Linked DNA regions of Mus musculus: region 2 is linked to region 1. The links are chromatin contacts, called in public Hi-C maps. All regions are on one chromosome and are shown on one strand. The core of a region is the stretch at or near the end of the contact, and the rest is flanking DNA. Distances in the headings are between cores, read along the strand shown. Region 1 has its middle 98 kb from the start of Gm32245. Region 2 holds the start of Catsperz (cation channel sperm associated auxiliary subunit zeta).

The links. Hi-C and Micro-C count contacts between places; a contact is called where the count stands out from the background.
Region 2: a contact with region 1 is called in a Hi-C map of differentiating embryonic stem cells, with 2.4 times the contacts expected there. A contact is called at or near these places in 13 of 39 promoter capture datasets (the 3T3-L1 cell line, the C10 cell line, the HPC-7 cell line and 9 more), 15 of 484 Hi-C or Micro-C datasets (B cells, ECoMG myeloid progenitors, the G1E-ER4 cell line and 5 more), 21 of 130 datasets of targeted methods (the 230-238 cell line, the SCID.adh cell line, T-cell acute lymphoblastic leukemia and 8 more) and 3 of 9 other capture datasets (adipose tissue, liver and macrophages).

The regions. Positions count from the first base shown.
Region 1 is chr19:6,662,174-6,667,884 of GRCm38.p6, forward strand. No RefSeq gene overlaps it. Among named protein-coding and RNA genes, the nearest start is that of Gm32245, 98 kb to the left of the region's middle.
Region 2 is chr19:6,923,021-6,928,645 of GRCm38.p6, forward strand. It overlaps Catsperz (cation channel sperm associated auxiliary subunit zeta), which reads right to left and starts at 2,360. Exons shown (of 5, transcript NM_001039494.2): 1 at 2,272-2,360; 2 at 1,774-2,086; 3 at 503-579; 4 at 281-347. The coding sequence starts at 2,289. Kcnk4 (potassium channel, subfamily K, member 4) reads right to left here. Exons shown (of 7, transcript NM_008431.3): 3 at 5,262-5,388; 4 at 4,974-5,134; 5 at 4,598-4,784; 6 at 4,071-4,210; 7 at 2,642-3,355. The coding sequence ends at 2,963. Gm46646 (a long non-coding RNA gene) reads left to right here and starts at 4,140. Exons shown (of 2, transcript XR_001782645.2): 1 at 4,140-4,235; 2 at 4,884-5,625.

The DNA of each region.
Region 1 (5,711 bases), core at 343-2,842:
CCATTACAAGTTGTAGTATAAGCAGCTATTCTGCCATCCTATGGCAGGGACCACCAGCAATGGATTCCCCATCACCACAATCAGGTCCCCTTCCCAAGGCCTGTCAACTGAGAAGGGTCCCATGAGTATAGATGTCCCTCTATGCAGGGATGCACAGCACAATACGGCTGCACATCAAACGCTACACAGAATGGATCCCTACTTTGGAATGCTTAGAAGCAGAGCCTGGGACCAGGGTTTGCTAGAGGCCAGCCGGCTGGGACAAGTCCCTAGAGGGTAAGGGCAAAGGTCAGGGAAGGGAGGGGCTCAATAAACACTGTGGATTATCTCTCTCAGAATGAGTGTTGAAGTTTAATCCCCATTATGAGAGATTAAGAGATACAGGGCTCTCCCTCCCAAGTGGATTAATCCACTCCTGTGATTAATGGATTGATGAGTTAGTTATCTCCAGAGTGGCCCTGTTATAGAAGCCAGCTGGCCAGATCTCAGGAGAGCCCTGCTTCTTGCCATGTGATGCCCTGTGCAACCTTGGGATTCTGCCAACAAGAACATCATAGATGCTGCCCCTTGACCTTGGACCAGACCCATGAGCCAAAATTAACCTCCTTTCTTGATTGCTTACCCAGCCCGTGGGTTTGTGTTATCAGCAACAGAAAAAGACTAAGACAGAAGGAATGTGACCTTAGAGCTAAGTCCAGCCCTGGACAGATCCAGGGAGGCTTGGGGACATCAGTTGTACACGAGACTTCTCCAGATCTGAGGGAGGGTCCAGCTTCCTGGCCATTGCATTAGTTAGCCATTGACTGTGGGCTATATCCAGAGCCTGCCAGACATGGCCCTCCGTGGAGGGCCCTTCACCACAGAAGGGAGATCTGGTTGGGATGCCAGGAGAAACTGCCAGACAGAGCACGTATGTCCCAGAGCGCAGCCGTCTCCTCTGCTGCCTCAGGCTTATCCACTGATCAATCACCATTCCACTGTCTCTGGTGCGTGTCAGTCACCCATCCAACATGTCCCCAAGTAACAGGGGACACAAATCAAGTTCTGAGAGATGCCTCACTGTGATGACACCCTTCTGGCTTCCTGGAGGGGAAAACAAAAAACAAAAACCTTCCCCATCCCAGCCTACCTCTGGGGTGCCACCCTGACAATCCAGGGGGGTCATCTAGGAGCCGAATGGCCGAATGGGTTCGAAGCCACAGTGTTTCCTTAAAGCCTCCACTAATAAGAAGCAGGTTCCCCTGCGACCCGAGCATGAGCTGCATTTGAGCCCTGAGCTGCACCTCTCCCTCCTACCCACATTTATTCTCCAAGCACTGCTCCTGCCCCCACCCCCAGGCAGTGGTGCTACACTGGGAGCCAGGAACCAAGTGGTCGAGAGCGCCATCTGGTGGGTGAGAGGGCAAGTCACTAGAAGGGACGGGAGAGCCAGGATTGCGATCCATCTATCCCCATGCCTTATCGCAGAGAAGGCTAGGCAAGGAGCTAGGCTGCAACGGAATTAAAGGAAAAAGAGGAAAGGGAAGAGGGGCCAAGGAGCTTCCCCGGGGATGCCTGGACACCTGTTCCAGATGCCTCTGCCTGCCACTCGAGGGAATGGCAAATCACCCAGGACACACCCAGGTCACGCCGAGGTCAGTCTCTGCCCTTTCTCTCTCTTCTGGAGCATTTAAATCCGGTTTTTGTTGGTTGGTTGGTTGACTTGTTCTGAGGCAAGGTTTTATTTAGCCATGGCTTGCCTTGAACTCCTGATCCTTCAGCCCCATTCCTAGCCCCCACCCCCCACCCCCACCCCAAGTTCTGGGACCACAGGCATGTGCCACCATACATGGCTAAGGGGTCATGTAAAAATCCATTTGCAGGCTCATAAGATGATTCAAAGTGCCACAGAGACTGATAACCAGTGAATTCAATCCTGGGGTTCCTGCAAGCTGTCCTCTGACCACCACCACACATATGCACTGTGGCATGAGCAGGCACGCATACAGATACACATACACCAGATAAATATACACTTATTTTTCTAAATTCTGTCTGTTTATTTACAAGAAAACTGGTAAAAAGGTTTTCAGAAAAGGAGCCACGGTCATCTTCACCATCAGCAGCAGTATCCCCTTTGAGAAGGTTCCAGCTAGTGGGGTGTCTATGTAACCTCTCAGCCCTTTAGGGATCCCAGAGTCTGCTAAGCTGGCTAGAGGGTGGACGTCCGAGCTCTGACCTTCCCCTGTGCAGACACATCTGTGGGGCAGAATGGAGGCACTACACGGCTGGAGATGACACATGCCCTGGGCTCTTGCCCTCTGGTTCTGAGAAGGTGAGAGGAAGTGGCTCCATCTGCCCAGGAACACTTGTTAAAGGCGTACAAAGAGACCACCAAGTCTTTCACTTCTCAATTTATACACTTCTCCAAAAGCGTGGTGGTATCTAGAGCTAGCGGGGCTTTGGGGTTTGATCTCATTTTTTTGTATTTTTCAAGTTAAAATGCAGTTGGGAGCCCCAGGCATTGTGTGCCTTGGGACAGAAGAACATGTCATCCCCTGTGAAGAGCAAGCTCGATCAAGCCTGCACTGGGGGGTCTGCACACAGCGCTGTGTGGGCGCCACGGATCCCTGAGTGTCTTGCCATCCTTGCCTTTCTCACTCCCATGGCTCAGCGGAGGACCTGCCACAGAGGCAGTCACAACCAGCAACCTAAAACAGGTGCTGTCTGGCCCTCCACAGAAAAGGTTGGTCACTGGGCCAATAAGATGGCTCAGCTGGTAAGGGCACCTGCTTCGAAGCCTGATGACCTGAGTTTGGTTCCAGGGACCCACCTGGTAGAGAGGATGATTCTGCAGGCAGTCTTCTCCGAACACCTCACACGTGCTGTGGTGTGTACTACACAAGCACGTGAACACAACCAAAAGAAATAAATGTTAAAAAAATAAAAGGAAAAAAAAAGAAAAGTTGGTGACACCTTAAAAATTACAACTACACAATTACATGGAAAAATTACAGTGAATTGAGGTCTATGACATGAAGGTCCCAGCCAATGGCACCCAGGCAATGGAGAGGGAGAACAAGCCGTTGTTCCCTCAACACAACAGTTCACAACAACAACCCTAGATGGAAGTGGAGGTGCCTACAGGTGCCAAGTGGACCAACATCCACACAGGTGATGGAGATCAAGCCTCCTTCCCCAGGGCAGCAGGAGAGGAGGCCCAGCTGAAGCCGGACCCTGCACAACACCAGAACAGGCAGCAGGAACCACAGCTTTCACAAATAGGAACTAGAAAGACAAAAAAGGGGAAATGCTATTAAAAAGCTCTAAACGTAGCTGGGGGGCCTCGGGGGGTAAAGGCAGAACGAGGCCTGATGACCTGAGCTTTTATCCTCAGGACCCACACGTTAAAGGGGAGAATCGACTCCTCCAAACTGTCCTCTGACTTCCACCAGTGCACATGCGTGTACACACACACACACACACACACCTTTAATCCTAGCACCCCGAGTTGAAGGCCAGCCTGGTCTATACAGTGACAATCTGCCTCTGTAAAAAAAAATAAAATGAGTAAACTAGCTAGCTAACTAAGATGAGTCGAGGATGATGACACAGGCCTATAATCCCAGTCCTCGGGAGATGAAGGCAGAAAACCAGAAGTTCAAGGTCGTCCTTAGCCTGGAAGCGACTTAACTCATGGTTGGGCTGGGCTTCATGAGACTATGTCTTCAGTTAACTCATGGCTGGGCTGGGCTTCATGAGACTCTGTCTCAGAGGGGAAAGGTTAAAAATACGAGTGGAACTTGGGGTAGTGGTGGCACACGCCTTTATTTAATCCCAGCACTTGGGAGGCAGAGGCAGGTGGATTTATGAGTTCGAGGCCAGCCTGGTCTACAAAGTGAGTTCCACGACAGCCAGGGCTACACAGAGAAACCCTATCTTGAAAAACCAAAAAAAAAAAAAAAAAAAAAGAGTAGAACCTGAGACATGAGCAGTATGCTGATTTATCTTTATTTTAATCATGGGCGTCATGTTTAAATTGTTTGTCTGGGGGGTTGTTTGTTTTCCAGGCAAGCTTTTCTGTAGCCTAGGCTGGCCCCAAGTTCTTCATCTCCCTACCTCTAAGATGCACCAGTCTACCTCAGTGGCTCAGGCAACACTTAGTATCTTCGAGCTCCAAATCCACGGATTTAGCAAACGTTTGAGCTAAACTATTTAAAAAAAAAAAAAAAACCCCAGCATTTGTACTAAATATGAACAGACTTCTCTGTGCCGCTATTCTCTATTTACATAGCATTTGCATAGTATTGGGTCTTAGCAGAAATCTAGAGCCATTTTAAACTATAAGAGAGGATGCACCTAGGTTATATGCAAATATCATGCCATTTTATGCAAATAAGCATCTGCAGATTCCGTTGTGGGGAGGGCACCCTCTGCAGATACTGAAGGGCAGCTTTGTGTGGTTTAAGTATTCAAGGAGAAGGTGTGCTGAGCGCTCCTTTAATCCCAGCCTCCAGGCTGAGGCAAGCAGATGGTCTGTAAGTTCAAGATCAGCCTGGTCTACACAGCAAGATCCAGGTCTACACAACAAGATCCAGGTTAAGAAGCGAGCCCTGTTTTAAACAAACAAACTATTATTTATTTAAGTATAAATATTTAAATCAAACAATAACTTTAAAGTTTTTAAGATACATGAAAGGCAAGCAGGACAGCAATGCCTGCAATCCCAACACTCACAGAAGTCTGAGACAGGATTGCCACCATATCAAGGTCAGCCTGGTCTCCATAGTGAATACCAGACCAACCTGGGGCTGGAGAGATGGCCCAGCAGTTGAGAGCACGCACTGCTCTTCCAGGAGACCTGAGGTCAGCTGCTAACACCCATGCCGAGCAGCTCACAACTGCCTGTAACTCCAGCTGCAGGGACCACCCCGGGACCCTCCACAGTACACATGCGGAAATCAGAAGCAACCCTCAGGAGTCAGCTCTCACTACTATGTGGGTCCCAGGGATCAAACTGGGGTCGTTGGGCTTGGAGGCTGGCATCTTTACTGGATGAGCCATCTTGCTGCCCTGTGGTTTTTATAATTTTGTACACAGAAGCTCTAAGCATATCTGAAAAGACAAATCAACGAAACGGTGCTCCATTTGGCATCGCAAGAGTCTAAGATCAGGGTCAGCAAGATGGGTCAGCAGGTCACAGTGTGTGGAGGTAACAATAAACATTAAAAAAAAAAAAAAGACAAAAACCACAACAACAAAGAACTGTGTCCCCTCACTAACACTAGCCGCTGTTGGCGGATGCCTCCCCAAATCAACGCCCACCTTCTTCGTTGCTAGCAGAACCTTGACACTGTTTAGGTATCAAACCCACTTGCACAGACTTGGCAAAGATGCAATCCAGCCAATGAGCTGGGGGGATGGGAAGAGAAGGGGAAAGGTAGGATGGGAGAAGGCACTCCAGGAAGCGTGTCTGTGCTAGTCAGCATAGGTCAGCTGCTGTAACAAACACACCCCAGACCTCTATAGCTTAACACAGTGCTAGTCAGCATAGGTCAGCTGCTGTAACAAACACACCCCAGACCTCTATAGCTTAACACAGTGCTAGTCAGCATAGGTCAGCTGCTGTAACAAACACACCCCAGACCTCTATAGCTTAACACAGTGCTAGTCAGCATAGGTCAGCTGCTGTAACAAACACACCCCAGACCTCTATAGCTTAACACAGTGCT
Region 2 (5,625 bases), core at 1,110-3,609, 260 kb after region 1:
ACCTGGGAGTGAAGCAAAGCTACCCAAAGGCTGTCACTCCACTGAACAAGCAGAGAAAACAGACTTGCTAGAAAGGGGCTTATTTTAAGTCCTCTGAGTCACTCACTCCATTGAGTCGGCCTGTGCCTACTCTCTTGACTTTTAATTTTTAGGGCATCCTTGTGAGTGCTAAGGGGATCTGACAAGACTACATATCCTGAAACTCCACAGCCCCAAGCCCTGCCAAAGCCACCAGGATCTTTTGTGGAAGCTGGGGTGGGGGTGGGGGTGGAGTGCTCACTGATGAGGGCTTTTTTGAGAATATCCAGAACTTCAGTCTCCATGAGCTCCATCAGAGGCAGAGGCAGCTGGAAAAGCAACAAGAGACTCAACCAGTTCCATGGAAAGCTGAAGTGGTCCCCACATGACCTCCCCAGCTTGCCTGCCCCACTTTCCTGAAACCTGCCCATCTGCTGCTGCCCACTACTCAACCCCAGTAGTCTCCCCAGTAGTATCCTCCAACCCTGTTCTGCTGCTCTGTCCAGTAGGTTCGATGTGGCTTCCATAGGCTGAATATTAGTGATTCTGAAGTAGACGATGCTGGAGAAATGAAGAGAGAAATCGGTCTTGGTCAGGCTCCTGGGTCATGGTGGGAGTGGGGTTCAGGGAATAGCTGCAGCTACACCCTGCATCAAAGGTCATAGGGGACACTGGTTTCAGCCCTAGGCTTTAGAATCCCACCCGGCTGAGATCCAGAACCAACTGTCCCGCTGTGTGAGACTTGGAGTCATTCATAGGAATTCCCTCTTGTGAGAATTGTGTGCCCTCTGAAAGTGTATTGTTGGGAACTGAATGCAGGGCATTGTATAAACTACGAAAGAACTCTACCAGTAAGCTATGTTCCTCAGTCCAGAACAGTCTCTTATGGCAGTTGTGCCATGCAAAGGTCACAGTACAAGAAGTCCTATGCTTATGTAACAAGTTTAATATAAATCAATTGTTATATCTGTATCACTCTTGTTTGTTTAGACATGTTCCCACAGTGTGGACCTAACTATCCTGGAACTTGGTATCTAGACCGGGCTAGCTTTGAATTCACAGCTTCCTGAATACTGGGTTCTTATCAGTACTCATTGCTTGATGAAGGTGGAAACGGACGGGACAGAGGATGGACACATACACATCTCAAACAGTGCTTGGCATACTGTGTGTAACCCCAACACTCAGGAAGATACCAAGATCCAAGGTCATCTTGGGCTATACAGTGAGACTCTCATTCCAAAAAGAAATACAAAGCAACAATAAAGTAACTATTGACCAAAAGAGAGACTTCCAAACAGCCAGATCCCAGCCAGGGAAGGAATTCTGTCCTTTCAGCTGGTGCAGTGATGAAATTAAACGCACAGGTGAGGGAGGGCTCGAAATATGCTTAGTGGTAAAGAATTTTCCTACCAAGAGTGATGTACTCGGTTCGACCCCCAGCACCACATTAAGATAAAAAGCAAAACAAAACAAAACAAAACAAAAAAAACAAACAAAAAACTGACTAGGTCTTCATTGACCTGCTTGCCTGTGCGTTTCCCGGGTTCCTCGTAGTAGGACGCCTGCCCGGTAGGGGGAGCTCAGAGAATGTCTGAGTTAAAGCGTGAACGGTTCTCGCCTGAGCCCTCTCCTAAGAAATCCTAGAAACTTGGGTTTCTATGGGCTTACCCCCATTTTGCAGGAAGGCACTTTAAGACCCGGGCTAGCCCCACCCTTATGGCACACCCATCGCCTCGGCGAGGCTATACTGACCTAAGGAGGTCTCAGATTCTTCGTGGTCCTCCCCATGCTCCAAGGACCTGCCATGGCACAGTTCAAGCTCTCGACGTGCTTGCTGCTGGATCTCCTCTGGCTCGAGGTTGAGGCTGTCCCTAATAGAAATGGTCTGGCTGTACTTGCGAATCCTGTTTCTTACAGATTTGCCCTCTTCGTCGAAGTCCTCGCAGACGTCGGATACCGACACATTCGCTGTGGACATCGTGGCCGTGCTCCATAGGTCACGAACATCTCCGTACAGGCTGGATCTGACCGAGCTGCGGCGATGGTTTGCGTGTTTGGGCACCGGCTGCGGGTCACACACAGGTAAGGTAGCCAAGGAATTCAGGGAGCTGGAGGGAGCAGGGAGACTGGACTGGGATTGGGGACTCTAGGAGAGCTGCCAAGCCCCCAGGCTGAATGGCAGGTTACTCTAAAGACCTGAAGGAGTACTAAGGTTCGTCTGGGCTTGGGGAACTCGGGCAGACTTCTTACTTTGACGCTTTCCTCCATCGTCCTGCACCAACGGACCAGTATCCACAGGGCTCAATCGAGAAGGGAGGGGGGTCACGCTCCAGGAAGGGGGAGGGGCAGTCTCCTCCCGGATGGTTATAGTGGTCTCGCGGGAGGAGACTTCAAACTGCAGATTGCATCAAGACTCTAAGTTGCTCCCACCCCCAATATCAATGCCAAGACTGGAAGTACCCAGTCCAGTTTCGAGTCCGGGTCTCCTCCAGGCAGAGACAAGAGTCTGAATACCTGAACTTAACCAAAAGAGCATGACTTGTCCGGTGTGGGGGCCCAAGGACGGCAGTGGGCCTGATATAAGCCCATGGTGGCGCGAGAAAAGCACTCGCACACCCACTTGGGACCCAGGAGCATGCACTCGGTAGTGCAGAGTTTTTGTTTTATTGGTGCAGGTTTTGAGGCACAGTTGTGAGGTGTGAGGGTCAAAACCGGCAGGGGAGCGAGGCAGAAAGCCTTGGATGGTGGGCTTTGGAAATGATTGGATGTGAAGAACCAGCCAGGGAAGAGCGGTGGCATTTGGCAACCACTGGACTCCTGTCAGGGTTGCAACCACGTGGAACAAAAGAGGGACGGCTCTTTGGTCAAATAAGCCAAGCATGCCTGAGCATCAGCAAGAGCGAAAGCCCTGGCGTGGGATCCGGGTCCAGAGATCCTGCCCCTACACCGGCACGGCCTTGTCTCGGAGTCGCCCAGGACCCCGGGGTCTGGAAGGCTTTTTGGATGGGTTGGGTCGGCGGCGACCCCGAGGAGCCCGAGGCAGGGCACAGCCACGCTCACTCTGCGTGTCTGAGGACTCGTCGATGAAGGCCAGATTCTCACTGGGGTAATCCAGAGCTGAGGCCGTGGGCGGGGACGGAGTCTCAACCTTCTCTGCGGGTGCAGGGGAGCCGGGCCTGCCGGCTGGCTCAACAACAGCAGGCGGTGCCGGCAAAGAGGAGGGCAGGAGTGGTTGCTCCTTCTCTGGCGGCGGGGCGCTGGGCCCAGTTCGCTGGGTCACTCGCGCTGTCACTGTGCCGGTCCAGCTAGCAGCCTGTGCCGTTAGGCCACCCATCTGCACAGAGAGGAAAAGGGGTCGACCCATTGCAGCTCCGAAAGCTGCCCTTTTACCAATTGCATCCACCTTTTTGCCTGACCCTTGAACCTCAGCCTGTGGATGATCCCAGAGCCACACTGTCCCTTCCTGCATTGGCCCAAAAGCACTCCCTTCTCTAGGAACCTTTCTTGAAAGCCTCGGGTTTGTTTCAACCTTCACTGCCTCTCTGTATTTGGCTAGCAAAATGCAGATAAATTACAAAACCAGGACGACTCATGCAATATTTGGGACATAGCTTAAAATCGTATTCGTTGTTCATCTGAAATTCACATATAACTGGCCTTTCTAGTTCTGTTGTTTTTGAAACAGAGTCTCATTCTATAACCCAGGCAAGTCTAAACTCGCAGCAATCCTCCTGATTCTGCTCTGCTTACAAAGTGCTGGGATTTACAGACATGTACTACCTACCACCTTGCCTCTCTGAGTTCTTATTTGCTAACCCTGACAGCCCTATCTATCCACGAAGAACGAGGTGGTTGAGTCTCTGACAAACCTGAATTTACTCCAATGTTCCCGTTAGCGCACCGTCCGGGTCTCAATGTCAGAGAAGCCCACATTTTGGAAGGGAGCCAGACTGGCCAACAACCCCTGTGCCCGGGGATAAGGGCACAACACAAGAGACATGCATGGCGCATGCGCGGCAGCGAACAACTCCTGGAACACGTAGAAATACCTCTGCCCGAGTTCGGCGGGACACTGCTCGCAACCAGTTGCCGATGGTGGTGAGCACTGAGGCGAAGTAGGCTAGGCCAAACAAGATCCAGAACCACACCAGCGGCTGGTAGGCTGGAGAGTTCTGCCCGGTGCCATCGCCTAGACGGTTCAAAGGGAGGGAAAAGTAAGTTGATGGGGGGTGGGGGGGAGGCAAGCCTGTGAGCCTCTGGACCACTGCCTGTTTCTGCACCTTAAGAGAACGTCCCTCCCTAGAAAAGAAGGGAATGTGCTATAATGTGTAGATGTATACAATGAGTGTACTCCAGTCGTAACTGTATAAGAGCATGCAAGAGGGGGTGAACTTAATATATGTGTGAGCAGGCATGGGACTCAGGCATGCAAGATGTAAGTGGGCATCAGGGGCTGCCTGCTAGAAGAAAGTATGGTGTTCCAGGATTGGTGTGGAAGCTGGGGCAAATGCCCCACAGTAGTGCATAGGCGGAGTGCAGGAACAAAGTACTTAATGCTGGGCAAAGGCAGACTCACCGGGTACATAATCGCCAAAGCCTACAGTGGTGAGAGTCACTATAACAAAGTAGATGGCTTCTAACTTGCTCCAGCTCTCCATGTAGGAGAACACGAAGGTAGGAGTGAGGACAAAGAGCAGGCAGCCGATCAGCAGGAAGAGCACTGCGGACAGACTTCTCACCAGCCCCGGTGGCACATGCCACTTCTGTGGGGAAGGGTGGGAGATAGAGCCATTGAGATGCCAGTAACCTACAATTCCATTCTCTCACCCCTCTCACCCCTCCCTACCCCCATTCTGGCATAGTGTGTGAGAGGCTCCTGCTCTCTAGGAGGGCACACTCACTTGCCAGGGACCTAGGGAAGAAGACCCTGTGAGGGGTGCAGTGCAGCTCACCAAGAAGATTGCTTCGATGTGGCCGATGCCCCGGCGCAGAGAGGAGCCCAGCCGGTCCCCGACTCCCGCCAGCAGCATCCCGAACAGTGGGATCCCCACCAGTGCATAGAAGATACAAAAGAGACGCCCGGCATCTGTGTGTAAGACTATATTGCCATAGCCTGGATGGAGAGGGCAGTGCAGAAATTCTAAGTGCCACCTGGTACCCCCTGCCTCTCCCTGCACCTTCCCCCACAGGGAAACTCCTTGCCCCTCGCCTCCCTCCACATGCCCCGTCTCCACCCCCACCGATGGTAGTGATGATGGTCCCCGAGAAAAAGAAGGCGCTGCCCAGGTTCCAAGCTGATGAGTGGTTGCTGCTATTGGTCCAGCTGGTTTCTGGGTTTGCGCCCCCTCCCAGGGCTTCAACCAGGAGCTGCAGGATAAGGCGCATAAGGAGGAACCTCAGTCCTTCCCTCCAGCTGGGCTAACTCCCAGCCCCTCCCCCTTCTTTGCACATCTTACTGACTGTGTGTGTGTGTGTGTGTGTGTGTGTGTGTGTGTGTGTGTGTTTGTGTGTGTGTGTGTGTTCTTTGGTTTTAGTTTTTGAGATGTCTCCCTCACTGTCTCTACCTAGCTATCTTTTTGTAGTTGGTTGATTTGGTTTTCTGAA